2 separate regions of the Rattus norvegicus genome follow, and region 1 is linked to region 2. Evidence: chromatin contacts called from public Hi-C data. All regions are on one chromosome and are shown on one strand. Each heading gives the region's core, a stretch centred on a gene start, on an enhancer-like site or on the middle of the called end of the contact. The rest is flanking DNA. Distances are from core to core; before and after follow the strand shown.

Evidence for each region. A called contact is a pair of places that touch in the nucleus more often than the background predicts.
Region 1: a contact with region 2 is called in a Hi-C map of the A7r5 cell line, with 7 times the contacts expected there. The contact joins two enhancer-like sites. A contact is called at or near these places in 9 of 12 Hi-C or Micro-C datasets (the A7r5 cell line, the Rat2 cell line, Schwann cells and 5 more) and 1 of 1 datasets of contacts at active chromatin or transcription factors (oligodendrocytes).

Annotation. Positions count from the first base shown.
Region 1 is chr4:162,627,031-162,631,801 of GRCr8, forward strand. It overlaps a transcript of Tspan9 not described here. Among named protein-coding and RNA genes, the nearest start is that of Tspan9, 55 kb to the left of the region's middle. Within about 2 kb of position 3,196, at least 22 of the 93 cell types and tissues checked have an H3K27ac peak or open chromatin away from gene starts, as enhancers often do. A contact at or near this core is called in the A7r5 cell line, where this site is marked.
Region 2 is chr4:162,510,145-162,514,735 of GRCr8, forward strand. The region is part of intron 1 of Tspan9 (tetraspanin 9); the gene reads right to left. Among named protein-coding and RNA genes, the nearest start is that of Tspan9, 62 kb to the right of the region's middle. Within about 2 kb of position 2,572, at least 8 of the 93 cell types and tissues checked have an H3K27ac peak or open chromatin away from gene starts, as enhancers often do. A contact at or near this core is called in the A7r5 cell line, where this site is marked.

The sequences.
Region 1 (4,771 bases), core at 1,946-4,445, 120 kb after region 2:
CACACACACACACACACACACACCTGCAAATGGTCCAAAACTGACTCTGGCCCTTCACTGGGGAGCTCCCCCAATCTCCTCTGTGTCTATACCAGGTCTAAAGTCCAGCATGATCTCCCCAGAAGCCCTGCCTACTTTCAGGGATTGTTTCAGGAATGCCAGGGGCAGCACTTTCTTAGACAACTTGGGCAAGAGGCAGGCTTTTCCCCCTGGGTTGGCCCATAGCCCCGAAGCCTAGGATGAACACACTTCTTACCACACCCTCACTGCCCTGTATCCTGCTCCACAAGACAAGGCCTCTATTTTCAAAAGCATCCCCAGAGAGTTCCCTTCATGCCAGATACCTAAAACCAAGGCTAATCCAGAGCTGCCCCAGAAAACATCAACCTGCAGTACCACAGCCATCACCCCTGCCAGGGCACGGCCATGGCCACTTTGTGACATCTATTCCCAGGCAGTGCTGGTGGCTGCTCCGGATGTCTACCCTTCTGTGGTCCAAATAAGCAGAGTTTACTCATGAAGGGAGAATCAAGAGCAGTGGCAATGCAAGGGTAAGGTCTGCAGCAAGGGCCTGGTCCAGCCAACCAGCTGGCATCAGCAGAGACAGGTCATGACCTGAGCCCCACGTGCCACCTGCAGGAGCCAGAGAGTCATCAGTTGTGAGGGGGAGAAAAGCCACCTGAAGGGTTCAGGGAGTCGAGAGGATCCCTATGGCTAGACATCAGGTTAAGCAGTATGCCAAGAAGCAGCAGGGGGGAAACAGGTGGAGAAACTGCCAGCATCTCCAAGTCACCCCAAGCCAAGAGCCAGGCTGCAGAGAACAGAAGACCCTCCTGCCACCATTTAGAGATGCCATACAGTACGGCTGACCTCTTGGGGGAGTGCTTGGGAAAGAGGAATCTAACTCAGTTCACCCCACACCTGGGTAAAGACTTCTTTCCTCAACCTCAGCCCTGTAGCAGGAGGGAAGAGCGGGCTGAGCCTTACTTCCCTAGGCACTCCCCTGCCCCCACAAAAAGAAAAAGGACCATGAAGTTGAAACCTGAGAAGATGCCAAGGGGCAGCGGGAGGCAATTTACAGCTGGGAAAACTGAGCCCTTGGCCAGATGTGGGCCCTGGGCGGGAGGGGGAGGGCTAATCGCTGTGCCTAAGTGCCTGGAGGGGCTCCCTTCTCAGGTCACCAGCAGCCAGGCCTGGTTCTGAGCTGAGAGCTGGGTGAGAGCAGAGAAGAGTAGAAGGACAGGGCAGTAACCAGGACCTACGTACCTGCATGGCTGGCGACTCAAAGCCATCAACCAGGGCAGGGCATGGGGAGCAGGGTAGAGGGAAGGCAGGCAAAGAGAAGGAACAGAGGGGAGAGGCCAGGAGGAGCTACGCTGGCTACAACAGAGTTAGAGGGCTTCTTCCCTTTCAGGGATCCCTGACATGGTCAGGAGGAACCAGCCAGAGACCTGCTCATTCTTGGCCAGGCCCTAGACTCCACTGCTTCCTGAGCACTGAGGACGTCTATCCGTGATCCATCACAAGTGTGCACACTTCCGGGGCCTCTTGCAGCACCAGACCCCGGAACAAGGGCCAATCTGATACAATCACAATATCAAAGCCAGAAGCCAGAGAACCAGAGAACCTCTCACCACCAACACAGGGCAAATGAAGGACCAGGAGGCCCAGGCCCAGAGAGGGTGAGGGTGATCATGAAAGTCACACAGCCAGTGAGCAGGACAGTCAGGACCCAGATAACCTAATGTTGGGCTCAGAGACCCCAAACTACCCTCCTCACCAGCCCAGGCTAGCACAGTCTGGCTAAGGAAACAAAGCTGCCCACTTCAAGAGCATCTCAGAGGCTGGGAAAGAAAGGGGGGAGAAAGTCAACCCCCCTAAAGAGATGCATGCAAAAATCCCTCTGACAAGTGGTGGAATTATTTCCATTGGAAAAAAAATTAATGAAAAACCCTCCCTTAGCAGACCCCAGGGGTATTTGGCTATAAGCTGATGTAACAGGGAGAAGAGAGGCCAAGGGGAAGGAACCTCCCCATACACACACACCCCAGCATGCCTTGTGCCAGAAGCACAACAGGGAAGCTGCAGCTGGAGTTGGGGGACGCAAGCCAAGCAGGATGTTGGAGCCTTGGAAGGAGGCCTGACACAGCCAAGCTGGCTGGGAGGGAGGGGGCGAGGAAAGCAGAGGCCTTTGAAATGGCAGCACGCAGCGGGCACTCCACTGAGCCCATATGCAGGTAGGCCTGGGGCGGACACAGACCCTGAAGCAAGGCCTGTGGAAGGCAGAGCAGGGGTCTCTGTGACAAAGCTGGCTGCAGACAGAGCCAAGAAGCAGAGAGAGGGGCCTGGGACTCAGGATATCAGGAGGTCAGGACCTGACTCAGGCTCTGAGGACAAACATTGGTGGTTAGGATAGAAGTGTACAAGGAACTTCCTATTGAGCCCTTCACACAGGCGGAGGACCTCTGATAAAGTTCGCATGCCTACACAAGGACCTAGCACCCCAGCCTGGGACCTCAGAAATACCCAGCTTGCAGAGGGCACTGACATGAAGAGTCACAGTCTATGTTCCCAGCATGGACAGTGTCACATGGGGAGGCCACCTGGGAAGGGGTCCCAGAGAGAGCCATTACCACGGATAGGCCTGGGCAGCACCACCAGCTCTATAGGCACCCCACCATACACTATCTTCCCCTACCGGATACCTACGTAGCATCACTGACCAATAGAAAGCTCTGGCAGCTGGGGCCACCTGGTAGCTCCAAAGAGCAACTAGGGAACCCATCCCTGCCTACAGTTTGGGGTATAGATGAGTAGGGTACTTAGAGGTAGTAGGTGGAGGTAGTGACAGATTGTTTCCCCATTTCTGGTATCCTGGTGAGAGTTCTCTTTCACCCACTAACCCTGCCACGTGCAAAGCTGATCATCACAGGAAGAATAAAAAATGCCCCAGCCTCTGGATCAATGGCCAGTTCAGCATTTTATCTTGGAAATGCTGAACATGCCCTTGACCTCTCTGAGCCTCTAGTGCCCAGCATAGGTCTCAAAAGGGCAGCCCAGTCCTTGACACAAATTGTAGGAAAGACATGAGCTCTGAGGCCAGAAAAAACTGCAGTCCCAGAAACAACACCCAGAGTACTAAATGGGTGCTGAACCTGAAATGGGGCGTGGCTTGGCACCCCATGGGACTAGCCTGCACAGATCTAAGGCTACATGTGCCAGGGGCAGCTGGGAGTAGATACTCCGTGAAATCGACAGACTCCGCCCACTTCTGGACTTAAGCTGAGCTTCCAGGGAGTTTGCTATTGCTGTGTGTCCCCTGCTGCTGGAAAGCCTTGACCTTTACTGCTGCTCTCCCCAGGCTAGCCCCTCCCTAGGCTAGCCCCTCCCTCCACGACCAGCACCATCCACCATTCACACAAGCCACCAAGCTGAGGTGTGTGTGGGGAGGGGGCAGTTTCGACTTCCTCAGAGCCCCGTTCTCTGCTTCTGGCCCCCATAGAGCCCTAGAATCATGGCTAGCAAGTACTCTAGTCTACAGCAGGAGCTCCTTTCAAAGGGTTTGGTCACAAGTAGGGTGCTGAAAGACCACTTCCAAACCTGGGACTATGCCCTGAGACAGCCACTTCTCCAAAGTAGACTGCAGCGGCTTCATTTCACTCAGCCTGGCCTCAGGGCCATCCATAAACCCGTGACGTGAGCGATTTGAGACTGAGGCAGAGGGGCACAAGGCCAGAAGAGATTGGATAAAACAACCTGCTGGGGGAAACCAACAGGTTTCCTGCTACCATCTAGTGGCCAGCAGCTGGAAGAGCAGGCACAGAGCAAGGCCACCAAGAAGTCTCCGGGACCATATCCCCCTCCCCACCATGCCTGGACTGAGACCAGGTGAAGTAGAACCTAGGCAGGAGTCGTGGGTGCCAGATAAAAACGTCACAACATCCGCACAAAACAAAAGATGTGCTGGCTGTCCACCCAAGGGCTTAGGAGAAAGGGCAGAAAGGTCGGCATGGCGATGTGGCCTGAACCGGCAGCAAAACAAGATGTCAGTCCTGACCATGGCTACTGTCCTGGGTGGCCTTTCCTCCTCTCCTCCTCCGGTGCCTTGCAGCTGCTTTTCCTGTCACTCGCCCCAGCCAGGCAAACCCCAGGCTGCACACTTGTCCTCATGCAGCCCCTCCCTCCCCATCTGTGCCAGCATGGCTGCCTCTTCCGCACTGCACATCACCTCGCCCATTCTTCCATCCCGGGCCCTAGTCACTGGTTCACCCATCCATCTTTTCTACTTCATCTTCACTAGTGGCCGCCTTCCTGATAGGCAGCTGGCCTCGTAGTGTGGCCTAGACCTCAGATATCCATACTCCTCACCTTGGAAGACTGCGAGCTCAAAAGAGCTAGCTGTCACTGTCCCAAGGCCTCCTTCCTTCTTGTCTTATAGGAGGCCATCTCTCTGCCAGCTTGCCTGTGGGCCTTGAAAGCTGAGCAACCTTCCACTCTAAAGCAGCTATCCTGAGAAAGACTAGGCCCTCAAGAACCTTAGGCTGCCTGGCCCATCCAAGTGACAAGACAGACATAATCTGATCTGATCTGGTTGAGCCCTAAATGTCTGTGTCAAACGCCTGGCAAGTTCCTTCCCCCTAAAACCTTAACATGCCCCCACTTGTACAACAAAGGATCATTACATGGGTCCTTTTGAGGGCAAAATATCTACAAGATTAACTTATACTAAGATATCAGTAACTGGCAACTTGGTATTTGGGTAACTGGGAAG
Region 2 (4,591 bases), core at 1,322-3,821:
TGAGGTGAGAGAGCAGAGGGGAAGCTTTGGGCATGTAGAGCACAGAGACCAAGGGACACAGTTGAACAAGCTACAGTGCTCACAATAAGCTACCACAAGACACTATTTAACCTGATACCAAAGGGGGGGGGCTGTCTCCAGCCCCCTCTCCAGCCCAGGTGCCAGTTAATTCCTTGAGAACACTGCCACTGGGGAGAGCACTCCCATTCTCCCTCACAACCCTGAAGAAGATGGTAAGATGGTACAGGCTCTAGGAGGCTTCAAGCCAGGTCAGAAGCCGGCCAGAGCTCACATCTAGTAGATGACTGTGGGCAAGACAGAGGTGGTGACTGCAGACACAAATTTACTGTGGGATTGGGGAACAAGACCTGGGGGGCCATGAAAACAGGAAACCAGCTCTAAAGTCAGAGTACCAGGGCCAGGGTGAGGCAGGAGGGGGGGAGGGAACCACCCCATCCCTGTGGTGGGTACCATTCAGGAAACATAAGGCCTTGGTGGCTAGGCCAAGGCAAGGTACCAGCGAGCTTAGTAAGTGGCATTCGAGAAAATTCCCTTCTAAAAACAGAGGGTTGTCTCAGCTGAGATGACCGAGCGGCCATAGAATCGGAGACTGAAGAATCTAGGGCGAGGCCGAGTGACTCAGGAATATCAGGATCCAGCCAATACACGCTCCGAGGAAGAGGTCTTCAGCCTCCTCTAGCGGTCCAGGACTGGTTGGAACCTGTCTCTAATCAGCAAGCTAAAGAGGCTTCTAAGTTGCAAACTTCCTCTGTAGCTCATTCAAACAGGGCCTTTCATTTCAGGGCTGCAAGGAAACCCACAGAGGACTTGACAAGACAAACCCCTAACCTAAAGTCTGCACCCAGCCCATCAAGGCTGGGCTTAGGTCTGTTCTGTTCAGGATAAATCTTCATGATCTAGAACGGTGCCCCGGCCTTGTCCATGCATTGCAGCCATCTGGACCTTGCCCTGGTCCTGCAAAAGGAAAGGTGCAGGCTCCATAAAGGAGACGAGTCCTTCAGCCTGCCTCAGGCTTTCTAGTCTCCTAGAAACTTACCTGGCACATGTCTAGCAGGTAAAGTGAGACCCCAAAAGGAATGTGGACACAACCAAGCTAGTCCTGCGACCAAATTCCCCACACTGTTAGCCACATATTAGCTGCTGAATCTCATCTTCAGGTAGCTTTAGACTGATGGCTCGTTTCTGCCTCCAGGTAGGACATTCACACAGAAACCCCATTTCTCCAGGCCATGGCTGCTCCAAATTCACCTCTGTCTGGTGACTCTACATCACCTCCACCATCCAGCCTTTCACAAGGGAAAGGCAGGCCCTCCCAGGGTGGACTGATCCAGGCCAAGGTCATGAATTCATCCTAGCCCCAACCCCAGGCTTCTGTCACAAAAAACATAGCTCCTTTTGAGGACCAGATTCATAGTTTTCCATTGTTCTTCCACTGCAGGGCCCAGAAAATACTTGGAACACTGAATGCTTTGGGAACTGAACTGGTGAGTGGGTGGGTGGGCAGTTGAGTGGTCAAGAGGCCTGAGCAAGGCACAGCTCAGGAACAGGGGTACATGCACACCACTCAAAAAAGAAGCTCCCTATATACCCTGTCCTCTCCACTTTGGGAAGCTCCAGTATCCCCTCAGCAGCTCCTGACATGGCTGGGGTGTGCTTGCCTGCCCCAGCCTAACACAGCCCTGCACACCACTAACTTTCAGGCCCACTACGTCTTACACCTGAAGAAAGCTGCCCCAGACTCGGGCTTGGATGTGGATTCCAGCAGTGGCCCTGCACCATCCCGGGCCTCCTCAAACCCCCTTGGCCAGCAGAAGACATCAGAACACAAGGGCTCACAGCTGTCCCGGTGCCCAAGACATGATGGCATTTCATCAATTAGCAGATGTGGCAATGAGAAGACAATCGTAGGATTTTAACTGCACCACCTGAGCCGTTGGCGCCTGTAAGAGTCCGCCCGGCCCTGAAAGATGCCGACCTGCTAAGGACTTTGCAGTGGGAGCAGAGAGGGGAGCAGAGAGGATCCGCCAAGGTGGGGGAGGGAGGGGCTGCCACTTTATATGGCAAGCGGCTCTCTTCCCTGCCTCCGAGGGCTCTGCAGCTCATTCATTCTCATGGCCATAAAGAGAGACAGACGGCTGGTGGCTGGTGAGCAGGGGAGCCATGGAGCACGTTTCCAATTCCATACCAAGGGAAAACAGAGGACAAAGTCAGAGACTTCTGCCAAAGTCACTCAGCCAGCAGGAGGATGGTGGCTGTGGAGATTTGCAAGGGCCAGAGGGGAGGCAGCCATGAAGCCCCCCCCCCCCCGATCTGATCTGAGCGTTTGCCTTCAGTATGCATTCTAGTCCCCTCCATGTGACTCCAGGGAAGGAGTCTATTAACTTAGATCCCGCTTCCCTGTGGCTAGCATGCATCACTCCTCATTCCCGAGAAGCTCGCCAAAAACAAGTGTGACAGGCCTTTAAATATTTGAACATGTGTACTTAGTGACGCTCTCTCCCAAGTCTCCTCCCTGCCTAGGAAAGGGCTTCTACATCCTTCACCTCTGAGTCACCCTGTGCTGCTCATCTGTCTCACACTGAAAGTCACTCTAACTGGAGGGGGCTAGCAGAGACAGATACCTCTCCCTCCCACACTTGAAGCTCTACGTTTCTCGAGCCCAGCATAAGCCCCATTGGTTTGACTGGTAGCCTCGGCAGCTTGACCTCCCATTGAGTGTGTGCAGAATTTCAAACTGAATGGAACTATTCCTTGGTCATTCTTCACTGGATGCTGTTTTCCTCACAGGCCTCCAATTTCTTCACAGCTCCACTCCACAGTCCCCACCTTAGAGGTGACAGGGAGATCGCACCCATATTTCTAAGCCTAATTTTCCTCCAAATACACATTGCATAAGGCACCTGCGACCTACAACCCAGTTACATTTTGATGATTCCAGCATAGGCTGGTTCTGTACTGAAGTTAAGAATACTGTGCTTGGTGTGTGTGTGTGTGTGTGTGTGTGTGTGTGTGTGTGTGTTCACACGCACATCTTGAGACTGCTGCTCTTAAATATGACTCCAGAGTGTCAAGTCTCTTCACACACCCTTGTCACCTCTTCCCTAATTTCTCCACAACCCCCTCCCCCTAATTTCTTGACAACCCCTTCCCCCAGTAGAAAGTGAGCCCAGTCATGTTCCAGTACCTATGTGGGGAGGGGAAAAACCACGGCAAGGACAATCCTGCAAGGCCCAAGGACAGTATCATCCTTCACTCTTCTCTGTGTGTTAAGGGCTTAGGCAGAGGCAAAACCCAGTCACCACCTCCCACCTGTGGCTCTAAGGGGCTTGTTGTCCTCTCGGCTCTGGGAGGGTCACAGTCATTGCTGCCTTTGTTGGAGTATGACTCCTCTGATGGGACTTTGGGGGTCTGGCTTTGGCCTTTGGGATCAGCTCCACTTGCTCTTTACATGGGGTTAGTAGGACTCAAGGATGACCCAGTGTGGACAGGAGAATCTGGATCCGCCCTGGGCTTCAAAGACCACTGAAGAGTGCAGCAAGATGCTGTTCCTACAGAGCAAGGGGCAAGGACTACTCGCCACCCACTCTGTGCTGCCCAGCACAGCCCTAAAGTTAGGTTCATCCCCCCAGGAGGAAAGGGCACCTGCCCAGGGCGGCTGCCCCGTTGCACTCTTCCCAGGTCCGTCAGCTTTCTCAGAAGCTAGTGTCTCTCCAGCTGTTGAAATGGCCTCTAGTGTCCTGTGTGGCTGGGCACTAAGATGGGTGGGGGTGCCACACCTGCCCTTCAAACGTGCTCATGACCTGAAAGCATGAAGCTTGAAGAATGGCCCCACGAAGGACAAGGTGATATGTAGCTGGGATGCCAAAGAGCCCCAGATGACACAGAGCCCCTGCCAGCTGTGTAAGGAAGAGTGATCACTCAATAGTCCATAAACATTGATTGCCACTGCTGCCCATCCCACAGCGGCACACTCTGGAAGAAGTGTGCTTTCGTCCCAATCAGGCACCTTCTCGGCCAAGAGCTCTCCCCAGCCTGGTGGTCACCGGCCTCAAATGAGATGGGACTCCGGCAGGGGTCGGGGAGAAGGTACACCAGAATACGCTTGTGATCCTGTGTTCCCGGGCTTTCACCAATCCAACCAGTTAACTGTTGGTTCTTGGCAGCAGCAATCAGGGTCTGGGTCCCCAGACTGAAAGCTTCAGCTCTAGGCCCTAGACAACAGGTACACAATTGCTCTTTGGATCGTCCCCGTAGTTTTGAATACACGGGAGATAACAGGCTAACACAGACAAGGCAAGCCCAGGAGAATGTCCCATGAAGAATGCTGATAAATCAGTCATGGCCTCTAGGTTAGTGCATTAGACTACAATGGCCTTTTGGTGGAGGGGAACTCCGTGACCTCTGGATATGCCAACCCCCCATGCTCAGCAGGAAATAGCATGGTGCCTCAGGCTACCCCAAATCCAGTAACCTACATGGCCATAGGCCTGGCGCTAGGCTAGTGTTTCACGCTAAGGTAGGCTCGGGGGACAGCAGCTCTCACCAGCACTCATCTATACCCAGATAGCCG